Linked DNA regions of Mus musculus: region 1 is linked to region 2. Evidence: chromatin contacts called from public HiChIP or PLAC-seq data. All regions are on one chromosome and are shown on one strand. Each heading gives the region's core, a stretch centred on a gene start, on an enhancer-like site or on the middle of the called end of the contact. The rest is flanking DNA. Distances are from core to core; before and after follow the strand shown.

Evidence for each region. HiChIP or PLAC-seq counts read pairs in DNA pulled down with a chosen protein or histone mark.
Region 1: an H3K4me3 HiChIP or PLAC-seq map of bone marrow-derived macrophages shows a contact between it and region 2, with 5 times the contacts expected there. The contact joins two enhancer-like sites. A contact is called at or near these places in 1 of 39 promoter capture datasets (the 3T3-L1 cell line), 1 of 15 datasets of contacts at CTCF or cohesin (the NIH/3T3 cell line), 1 of 484 Hi-C or Micro-C datasets (uterus) and 3 of 115 datasets of contacts at active chromatin or transcription factors (the NIH/3T3 cell line, bone marrow-derived macrophages and microglia).

Annotation. Positions count from the first base shown.
Region 1 is chr13:110,939,868-110,945,821 of GRCm38.p6, reverse strand. No RefSeq gene overlaps it. Among named protein-coding and RNA genes, the nearest start is that of 4930526H09Rik, 39 kb to the right of the region's middle. Within about 2 kb of position 1,556, at least 38 of the 459 cell types and tissues checked have an H3K27ac peak or open chromatin away from gene starts, as enhancers often do. A contact at or near this core is called in bone marrow-derived macrophages, where this site is marked.
Region 2 is chr13:110,707,878-110,713,943 of GRCm38.p6, reverse strand. No RefSeq gene overlaps it. Among named protein-coding and RNA genes, the nearest start is that of Gm33172, 27 kb to the right of the region's middle. Within about 2 kb of position 2,678, at least 6 of the 459 cell types and tissues checked have an H3K27ac peak or open chromatin away from gene starts, as enhancers often do. A contact at or near this core is called in bone marrow-derived macrophages, where this site is marked.

The DNA.
Region 1 (5,954 bases), core at 307-2,806, 230 kb before region 2:
ACTACTATTATTTATAAGGTTTTCAGTGGTGGATCAAAGGCTATCTGTAGCCCATATTTTACTGGATTTATTCTTCAAGGTCACTGCTCTCCTGACTTCTGATTGTTTCACTCTGAAGTTGTCATATGATTTCTCCTGTTTATTAGTAGGCACTTTCTCATTTCCTCTCTTATGTGTTAATATTTTTATGACGTGTTCCTTTTATACTTCTTTCTGTTATACTCTAAAGCATCCTGAAACTACTAAGTATGTTTTGGAGCAACGTATTTTTTAAATCAAATTAATAGATCAATTTATTATTTAATAACCAAGTAGACAAGTCTAATTGTTCCTAAGGAAGTTGACTTTTTTGGATGACGGTGATCTGGACTCCTATGTGTAGATCATGTTGAGCTCCAGGTACATGCTATCTGCATAGAAGTAGAATCCAGAGTGCAAAGTGATTATCTTCATTAATCCCTATTTCAGTGCTTCCGTCTCGCCAGTCACTCCAGGAAGAAACTATTTTTACTTTTCCCAGCTCCTTTGCCAACAGCAGTCCTATTTCTTAGAATATTTTTTCAACATTTTCTTCTAAGAAGCTCCCCCTCTTTTGCTCTGAATCACCCCTTATCACGCATGGGTAGACTCCCATCATGATCCTTTTTACATAAATTTAAGAACCTCTTGACTTGCACCTTGCTTTCCGATATCTTCCCTCAAACCTTATCCCCTGTTCAAACATGGCATCAGTATCTAAACTATAAATGGTTTCTCTGAGACTTTTCTTTTGCTGTTTTCACTCTTTTCACTGTTTAATAGCTAAAATCGAAGTTTCTTAACACACCCGTCACATCATACCCATTTAGGACATACCCATAAACCTCTTGACCTTGATCACAATGTTTAACTTCCTATATCTGGCTTCTCTTTTACAGTGTGGACTGTATCTCTCACTCAGAAACCATGTTATTATCTACACACTTTCATTTCCTCCATTCCCCACCTTCCTCCTCCACTGAATGTGAAAGTCCTGCTTAGTTTTCCTAAATGAGATCAGAAGCTCTTGTTGAAGTCACCCGCACAATCCCTCGTGATTTCCTTGGTGGGCCGATTTGGCTTTGCACACTTCCAGCACAGCTTTCTATCTATGTGTTTACATGACTATCACGCCTTACCAAATAGGAATCTTTACACATGGGCACTGTGCTCTTTCTATTTAGATGTTCAGGGTCTGGACTAATGATTGAAATATAGTAATTTTTCATCTGAGCACTAGTGAGAGAGGAAGTTTTTCATAGCCTTCCTTCTTTAAAGCCTCCAGACTTCAATTTAGCACTTTGGGAGCTTGGTCTGTGATCTATCTGATTTACAGGCAGGGAGGCAATGAGGACAATGTAGAAGGAGACAGGTCCTTGTGTATTCCCATTTGCCCTGGTATAGCCAAAGTCCTGTGGTTCAGCTGCACAAATATTTCTGAGATATATTTTAATTCAGACTGCCCGTTGCTTGTCTCCATGTCTGAATTGTCTCTCCCCGACTTCCTTGTCATAAATTATGTCTTTCCCAATCTAACCACGGTAATCTTTGCCAGATGTTAACATTCCTGACTGTGTTCTGAAATTCTTAGACAAAAGTCTAAGCTCCTTATGACTGTTTTTAATAATGCTGGTATATTCTGGCTTTGACTGTTTCTCCAGCTTCATGTGTCGCCATTCTGCCCTAGATCACCTGGGCTCCACTAGATGAAATAGGTGGTATTTCATCAGATCTGCCTTGTTTTAGTTCCTTCTGGGTTGTGAAGATTTTCTTTGGACACTTTCTCTTTGTCTCTTCATTTTTTTTTAAACTTTTAACTGCTCACTCAAGTCATAGACTGGCTATTACCCACCCCAGAAGGCTTTCCTTTGTAAACAAACCCAGATTAGAAATATCTTCTCTCTTCGTTCTACCAATTTCTCTTATTTGCTCCTGTTGATCTACCATATACAAATATCATACCATTCACGGTAGCCTTTCCTGTTGTTCGTGTAACTTAATCAACTAAGACTTTGGAAAGCAGAAATTCTGCCAGTGTTTCTTGCTATGTAGATAGTAGATTGAGCAGAAACTTTCACACAGTCGTGCCAAATATTATTCAATGAGAAAATGAATGAACCCATGAAAAACAATTTTGTGTCATCTACCGGGATTCTTTTTGACATGATCTCTAGAGTACTGGAGAAAAGAAACTGAAACACACAAGTTTAAGGAGACCTAGAGAGGGAGGAATCACTGCTAATTATACACAAAGCTGCGCCTCCCCCACAACCCAGCACTGCTTTTCAAGTGAGAGAAGAGACCATGGGTTTTTATGATCTCTAATTTCCTTCCAAGTTTAACAGTCAGCCTGAAATCCAGAGTTCTCATAAGATGAAGGATCTGTGTGAATGACTATCAAGGGAAACATGATGATCAAGACAGATGGGGTGGGGGAGATGGAGTTCTGTTCGATAATGTCACTGCTCCTCTGTAAGAAGGGAAGTCCCCTTTCTGTGCCAATGTGACTTGAAGTCACTAACCATGATCAGGTATGCCAGAAATAGTTTTCTAAAACTATCATGAAGTTGAGATCTGACCCCACAGCAGGAGTATGGGTTCAGGAAGGCAAGCTTGTAAATATTTTTGTCAAATCCTTGTGTCTTCTTGTGAGTCAAAAGGGTAACATTAATGATTCAGCAAGATTGCTCAATTTGGAGGCCTTAATGTAAGCTTCGAACACTTGAGAGGATGGAGCATAGGGAGGAAGTGTTGCCACCTCGGATGAGTCTTGAGTTATTTATAAATATTGTGTCAATTAATTTTAAATTGGCCATATTTAATTTGGGGCTGAAAATAGACCGGACTTCCTCCTTAGATTGCTCATATGATTCCAAAGAGTTCAGAAGGATTTTTAAAATATTTTTTCCTTTGTAACTCCTGTCTATTAGTTGTATCAAACAGTGAGACTCATCATGACATTGACACATGTATGATATTTATCTTATTATATTCATACTTCCACTACTATCTTTTCTTCCTCAAATAATATTTTCCTTTTCTCCATGAAATAACATTTTATTAATTTTTTTTGTTTTTTGTTTTTTTGAGACAGGGTCTCTCTGTGTAGCCCTGGCTGTCCTGGAACTCACTTTGTAGACCAGGCTGGCCTCGAACTCAGAAATCTGCCTGCCTCTGCCTCCTGAGTGTTGGGATTAAAGGTGTGCGCCATCACACCTAATTATGTGAGAATTTTGTACACTATATTTGGCCAACTCTTCACAGATCCACCCAATTTCATCAACTCTCCTCTCTCTCTTTAACTCATTGAGTCTATTTTGCTTTGTCCACATATCCTTGGGGCTGTCCTGGAACATGGTCCATCTAATCGGGGTCATTGTCTTAACTCTACTTTATTGGGGTATTAAGATATTTTTCGTGTATTGATTATTAGTGAAACATTGAAAAATACCTTTTGATCCTTGACGGCAAGCCAAAGACTTTTAGATGTTTACCTTAAGAAACTTATTTTTTGTATTTCTTTTTCTTTATTAGATATTTTCTTCATTTACATTTCAAATGCTACCCCCTTTCCTAGTTTCCTCTTTGAAAGTCCCCTATACCCTCCCCCTGCCCTGCTACCCAACCCACTCACTCCCCCTTCCTAGCCCTGGCATTCCCCTGTACTGGGGCATATGATCTTTGCAAGACCAAGGGCCTCTCCTCCCATTGATAGCCACCTAGGCCATCCTCTGCTACATATGCAACTAGAGTCACAAGCTCTAGGGGTACTGGTTAGTTCATATTGTTGTTCCTCCTATTGAGTTGCAGACCCCTTTAGCTCCTTGGGTACTTTCAACTTGAGCTTTACAAGTTATTTCTTATTTGTGATAGTGGTCATAAGCATACAAGTGGACTACTGAGGAAAAGGATTACTAAGTCTGGATGAATCACTGCCACCCATGACTTGAACTCTATGACTTCTCCCTCTCTGAGGTCAAGAGATCCTGCAGAGAGGAGGCTCATGCTTAAAATAGCTCTAGGGAGGCAAGCTGGTGACTGATGGAGCCTTACGTCTGCTTTATTTTTAGCTTGCCCTTTATGCTGTGTCAGTAGTAATCACTGGGACAGACAGATGTGATATTAATGACATATTACATTTTGGTAAGTGAAATTTGGCCAAAAGAAAACTAGATTTAAGGTGGCCAATGATGTATTGGATAGTTTAAACTACTCAGAAGGAGGGATGTTTAATGCTCCTATCACACAGCCACAATAAAGAGAGCAGGTACACTAATCATTTCAAATGGTGTACGTGTGTGTGTTTGTGTGTGTGTAATGTTCACATATCACATTGTTTCACATAAATATGTACAATCATGTGACAATTAGAAATAAGAAAAAAAAAACAGTGGATGAATATATAACTGGTTAAAGCACAAAAAATACCAGGTAATGGTGACAAGAAATGGACTTTCCTTTCAATTATGTTACATGGAGAAAATTACTCAAGATATGTAAATTTCAGGCTCTCTATAATTTAAAAAGGCTAATATAAATAAGATATGGAGGACAAAAATGTATTTAACTTGGTTAAATGTAGTATTCTTGTTGTCTGTTTGCTTGTTTACTTTTAAATTATTGGCAGGAGTTGGAAAGTCAAAAGGGGTTTCTGAAGGGAATAGGAGGGCTATGTTTAGTTGACAAAGTTTGTTCTCAAATTCACATAGATTTACAGACACAGAAGCTTCCTGGTAATAGTTAAACTCTATTAAAAAAAATCTATTTTAAGACTTGCTTACATGTCATTCTCCATGCTTACTACAATTAATAGTTTTAACACACACACACACACACACACACACACACACACACACAGAGAGAGAGAGAGAGAGAGAGACAGAGAGAGACAGAGAGAGACAGAGAGAGACAGAGAGACAGAGAGACAGACAGAGACAGACAGAGACAGAGACAGAGACAGAGAGAGGTGGGGAAGAAGGAGAGAGGGAGAGAGAGAGAGGGAGGGGAAGGGGGAGGGGGAGGGGGAGGGGGAGGGAGAGAGAGAATGAGAATGAATTACCTCTGTGTGGCAAGAGTAACTAAGATTCACTGTTTGGAGCATCCTCTGTAGACTAACCAAAACTATGTGAACACTTAACTCTTAGTGCAGTGTTCTAAAGCAGGCCTTTTAGTATCTCATACTTAGAGAATAATTTCAGAGAAAAGAAAGATATGAAGTTCAAATCCTGGTAGCAAGATTCAGTCTCACAGAACTGACTTTAGATGTACCACGGGGGTGGGGGGTGGGCAGGGAACTTGTAGTTTCTATCTTAATGCTGTGGTGTGGTCAGTCTTGTCTCAGTTTTATGGTGAAGTGATAGGCAGGGCTGCTGTGAAGAACTTGGCAGTGTTCAGTTCTCAGCTATAAACTTGTGAGCAATATCATTCTCTCTACCCCCCAGGGAACGTTATAGACGAAGGGGCTGGGGGATGCTGTGAAACCCTGCCAGCAGATATTACCTGGCTATTGCAATCATGAACATGAAGTAGCTACGGTCAGCACAAGGCCTGAATAGGGTTGAGCCTTTTACCATTACACAGTGGCTGGAGGAGGAACCCACGAGACCACCACCCCTTCTTGAGGAGCTATTGAAATGTTCTTCTCACTTTCTTCTGTGTTGTGGCTAATGATACTGCGCATGCTCTGGGAAACAACCAAGTGCTGTGCTCATTTAAGGAACCCTGATTAAACTCCACAGGGGGAAAAGATATGAATGAGGACGGGGGCTCCATAGAAAGAAGAGAAACTTCTGTTGAAGACTGATGAGAGTTAGAGAAGCTAGTGGTGGTAGGTGTGTTAATAATACATTGGATACGAGATTGTGAAAAATAAAGGAGAAAGATGTGAGTATGAGTGAAATACCACCCACCCATCACTCACCAAGCTCCAAGGGGCT
Region 2 (6,066 bases), core at 1,429-3,928:
GGTGGCTCCCACAACATGAGAAGTTGATATGTATGCTTTACTTCTGTGAATTTGTATCAGGTCAGGCTAACTCATAGATCCTGCTGAAGAGCCTCAGAGAATATAAGGAAAACTATTCCTTTTCTTATAGTTTCAAAGAGTTTTTTTTTTTTCCTTGTGCTGTGTGGTCACTAGCGAGGAATCTGTGAAGTCAGGTTGCCAAAAGAACAATTAAGATTTCTGTTTTATTTGGGGTGGTGTGGCCCCATTATATAAGGGTGTTAAAGGGGTACACATTCGCTCTTCCTATGTTGAGAACTGCCACAGACCCTTCTGAGTATTCCTACCTAGTCTAATTAGAATCTCATTGTAACAGTTTCTCTGTCTGCTATATTCCTTTTGGTAGATGGATTTTTTTTTGTAAGTACTCTCAATCTTGCTTGTCAACACATATTTGTATGTTCAGCAGAGATTTTATTGTAGCATTATTTGACAGCAAACAATTAAGGAAGGATACCTGTAAAGAGCTCAGCCTCCAGTCGCTGAAGACTACGAGTAATTGCTAGCAGGAGACAGAATAAGCTAGACTATTGGTTTCATGCCTTCTGCATGTGGCATTTTCTTCTCACTACTATGTAGTTTGCATTATTGGACCTATTGTGCTTCATATTTATCCACTTTCCTAAGTCCTTTAAGATGTAATGAAACATAAAATAGTCTATCTCTAGAAAAATCTGAATATTTTCACACACCTTACTGATTTTTTATGCAACTGCAGAATGATCAACATCATGAATATGCTTTCAAATTCAAGTGTGTGTATGTATGTGTGTGTGTGTGTGTGTGTGTGTGTGTGTGTGTGTTTGGGGCATGAACTGATTGTGAAGGAAAACATTATAAGAGTAACGGGTATTTTCCTCATTATCTGTAGCAACACAAGGACCTAGCAGAAGGAAAAATGAGGGTCAGATATGGGCAAGGAAGTATGAGGAATTAACTTTAGCACAAATTATGAATAATCTTTCCTTCTTCACCACCTCTCCTTTAAGTAGCCAGTTGGTAGAGTCTCAGTTGATGTCCCTGATGGCCTTTGGTCTTCTGGAAAAGATCAAAAGATGCCCGTGGAATTTGAGTATAAACAGCATTCCAGACTCTCTGCTAACCAGATCAATAGATCTATAATCATTTGAGAAATGAGAATGCACTTCTGAAGTGGGTTCAGCTGTGGGCCTGGAACGTGTCCAGTGTCAACAGTTAGAGAGCCAGAGAAAGACTGGATAAAGAAGGAAAATAGTGTCTGATGTTCACCCATGTTTATCAAATGCATCCCTTTCCCTTTCAGGGGAATGCTTGGCTTGCAAATCTTTATCTACAGTTGTTCCTTTCGCAGGAGTTAAAGTGATGGATAATGACTTTTTTCTAAGACCCATTTTTATTTTAAAGGCACACCCTCTGTGGCAATAGAAATGCTTTTCTTTTACGTTAATTCCAAAAGATATCAGCAATCACAGGACACCATTTTTTCTCTCTCTTTTCAGTAAACATTTGGACTATCTATTACAGACCAGGCTCTAAAGAACACAGCCTGTCTCTGGCTCTTTTTCTCTGGGAGACTGTAGACTGATAAAAGAGATGAACATCAACTCTGATCCTAGAAACTCTGGAATGTACACCCTAGCCCAACATAGGTGTGTAACAGATTATGTCTGTTATGCAATTACCAGCAAATTCATGCAAGGCAACATAACATTTGCTTTAGTCTTCAGTATTTTGCTGTAATATTTGAAATGCAACTTTTTACATGCTTTAAATTCTGAGACTTTTTAAAATACAGAGTGTTTTAAGCTGAACTTTAGCTTTAGAGTCTCAACTGCTCTAAGGGGATTTATAATCTGTTATCATAGACACATCTATACATATAAGGGGAATATTATAATATATTAATATAATATATAATATATATAATATAATAATGTAATATATATATATATAATATTATATAATAATATAAGGGGAACTGCCTGAACATTACATAAATGCACATTTTCTACTCTGGATCCAGTGCCCTTTTTACACTATTATTTAATGAGAGAGTGACCAGGAAGGTGATTTGACCCTTCTTTTGCAGGCCTATAGTTTTTCATATGCTTTAGGAGAGAAGATGTGATGAAAAAGAGAAGTGAGGACTGGGAAGAATTGTGATAAATTATAGGATATGTTGAATAAAGGAATAACTATATAAAGAAAAAGATATATAAGAAATAAGTATTTAGAGAAAGTCACCAAAACTCATTTTAATTCTTAGTATGTTACAACTTGAAACATACTAAAATACCTGATGAACCTTTTTCTAAACTTAAGGGAGTAGCTTTTCTATGATAATGTCAAGCTCAGAATCTAGCGATAAAGTTATTCATGTTTACAATGTCTTCTACAAGATCACTTAGAAAACTTTGTGGCGTGGGTTTAAGAATGTTTCTAAAGAAAATGGAGTGATATATTTCTTTCTATCTCTGTATTAGTTAGGGTTCTCTAGAGTCACAGAAAACATCTAAATACAACTTAGAACACTAGACATTGTAACTACAAAAACAAGCAAACAAACAAACATTTTAAAAAAATGTGAAAACTCTGAAACACAGACATGACAAGGTTGACCAGCCAGAGAGCTTAACGTGAGGGGAATGAAGTCATATGGTCCCGGGATGCTCATCTTGTCTCATTTATCCCAGACGTGGGGCTGATGAACCCAGCCTCCTGGAAACAATAATGAATGCAGACAAAAATAAAAACAAATGCTAAACAGAAAGGAAAACCAGCCAGAGCACGATTTCTTTAGGCAACATACTATGAAAGAGGCAACCAAGGAAGAGAGAGCTGTTAAACAATAACTTCCCTAATTTAGCAAAACACCACAGTGCAGGGGGGAAGTCCCGAGAGAGCTGAGCATAGATTCTGAGGTGGAAAGACTACAGCTTCAAGAAGTTGCTATAAGGTGTTTCAGTGTTCACTGGGATAGTACCAGGGAAAGACAAGAGGGTTCCCTTGTCTGTTAATAAGGCATTTCGTGCCCACTGAATTAGTGAAAACCATGTGACAAGATCAAACTCCAATATTTGATTATCAACAACAATGAGTCCTCTATACCTTGTACATATCAATAAAGACCAAATGGGAAATGGGTTCTTTAACACCTACTTGGGGCTAAGCAACCATTTATCTTCCTGCAGGATCAGTATTAAAAGAAAATGCTAACTAAAACAAGCCTAAATGCAAAAGCAAGAAGAATGTACTGTTCCTGCATGCTGTGGTTGTCATCCTGCATCTGAAGGAGAGGTGGTGACCTTGAGTGGCCCATTCAGTGAGTTTTTATACAGTTTCCAAGAGCAGAATAGAGCATCAGCAACTAGGCACAATATGATTGGTGTAATAGTGTACCCTTTAAACTGATTGGTCTTTAGGGAATGAGGTAGTAGAGGCTTAATTAGTGTCTTCCTCCTGGCCTACGTGCTCTCTGACCTGTCTCTTCCGAGGGCAGGGGGTGCCTGGTGGAATTTTCCAATGGCTCTGAGCTGACCTTTTCAATATGAAGTACTGGTAAGATCTCCTAAAGGAAGGATTCATGTGTTGAACTTATATCCACAAAGTCTCACAAACATGAACGCCCAATGTGAGCTGGACAAAGATGATGGCAATGACCAAACTGAATAGGGAACAGCCCATGAGGTCTCAACCCTACAAAAACAATGATGGACAACTGAGTAAAGCTGGGAGTGGGACAGTGGCCCTCGCAGGGAAGAGCACAACAATTTGTTGCCCGGGGTCAAAAGGTCAGCTCTGAAAATGTGAGTTACACATGATTTCACAAGGGAAATTATGTGGACTCAGTAGATTGTATTTAAGAATATAGATGTTTATAGAAATCCATATATGCCTGTACTAACAATTAATGAAAAGAAAGCCATGACTTTGAAAATGAGCTGGAAGGGATATATAGGAGGATTTGGAGGGCTGAAGGGGAAGGGAGAAAATATTATAATTAAATCATAACATCAAAAATTAGCAGTAACAACAAAGAGAACCAAGAACAAGCTCTAGCAATGAGAAATGGGAATAAAAAGTTGACTGGGGAAAACCAGAGTGGCAGCTGATATTGTTCTGTGTTCTTTGCTTACAATAGAATGGAAGTGAAGGACAAATGATGACATGAAACTCTCAAGATGTTTGGAAATAATAATAACGTACTCATAGGTAATCTATAAAGTGAGGAAAGATTAATGGAAAATTTGAAAATGAATTAAACAGAAGAAAAAAAAAAGCAACCTATGCAAAGTTGCCACTGGCAAAGAAAGTCTGAGAGGGAAGTGAAGGGTCTGGATGTGAGCGGAGGAGAGAAGAGGAACATAGTGTGAGAGAGTGAGTGACCACAGCTTCAGGCTACTGAAAGGAGAAAGGGAAAGCAAGGCAGGGAGGAAGAAAGTGACAGAGTAAGAAGAGGAGTGAAAAATCCTACAGACAGACAAAGACAGCATCAGTGGGGCAAAGACCTGCTTCCTTAAAGCCTCCTAAAGCAGATAACTTGTAAAACCAACAACGGGAAAGAAAAGCCGTATCATTAGGTAAGGAATGGAATGGCAGATATTGCTGCAAAACCTGCAGACAGCAGAAGGATAATAAAGAATAGGCTGACCTGCCTTGTACACATAAATTTGAAACCATACATGGAACAAATTAATTTAAAATGCTAACTACTAATAATTGCCCAATACAAAGTCAACAATTAAAATAATCTTTAGTTATTAAGGAATTTGAATTTGTGATTTAAAGCTTCTTGGAACAATTTCCAGGCCCATGCATTGGAGAATTCATACAGATATTAAAGTTCAATTAATATTAGTCCCATATAGTCTTTTCAAGAAAATGTTAGAGGCTATGCTTGTTTTATGAAAATGGCATTATCCCGATACTAAAACCAAACTGGGGAGAGGAGAACACTGTAGAATACTATCCGAATTTGCCCACCAAAACTCTAAGAAACTATATTTAGCAATATATAAAAATTATTATGTACCTTGAAGAAATAGGTTTTATTCCAGCAATTTTAGGCTGTTCCAATTTCCCTCAAACCAGTTATCACTCACCATATTAACAGGTTAAAAAATGAGAATGTATTGTAACTGGCATACAACAAGAAATACTATGAACCTACTATAATAAAGAATAAATGATTCTGACTAAGAGAGGGTATACACAACCGTGGAAAGGAATCTCCACCCAGAAATAGACTCATACATTATATAATAGTATATGTATATACATACACACATATAACCAGTAATATTGCTTTGATAGGCAAGAAAATAATGCTGGTAGTTGAGACATTTTTATCAAACAATCTGAGTTTTAGACCAGTTCTGGCAAAGTCTGGATATATAGTTAATTTTCTTCAGCTTTCAGAGTCTCCAGAAGGGACAAAGGTCACCGACAGTCACAGTTGTAGATGCTCTGTCCTCAACCATAATTCAAGTTGTTATGCCATCAGTTACATTCTTAAAACTTCAGATTACCAGTGTTTCACATCTACATTTAAAGGCTTTAGGTTAGGAGTTGTTGAAATATTTGTTATGGTTAAAAGAAACATTTATTCAATAGACTCACTCATTCAAATTATATTATGAGTTTAAATGGGCATTTTACAGAGCCTGGGAAACCAGCCATTGTGTATGAGATTGTTTATCAGATAATATGTGTTCCCAGATCCTACTACCCAATACAATACATCGCAGTTACAATAAAAGCCTGGGAACACAATGACTATTGTCAGCCTAGCTATTCACTGAACAATAGAAAAATATTAATAATTCAGCCCGTCCTTCAATTCTTCATTCTGCTTTCCCAAATCATAACTTGTCTTTGATCGGTTTGTTGTGTACACCTTCTACAGGGTGTTTGCTGTTTTCCCGTTTGAGCGTTTTTTTTTTTTTTTTTTGTTCTAAAGCCTAGTGAAAGTAGGTTAGAAGTGAAATCTGTGCAAATTACAGTTGAACAACTTTAGCGACAAGCGTGCCTGTTAGAAAGCCATTAGGA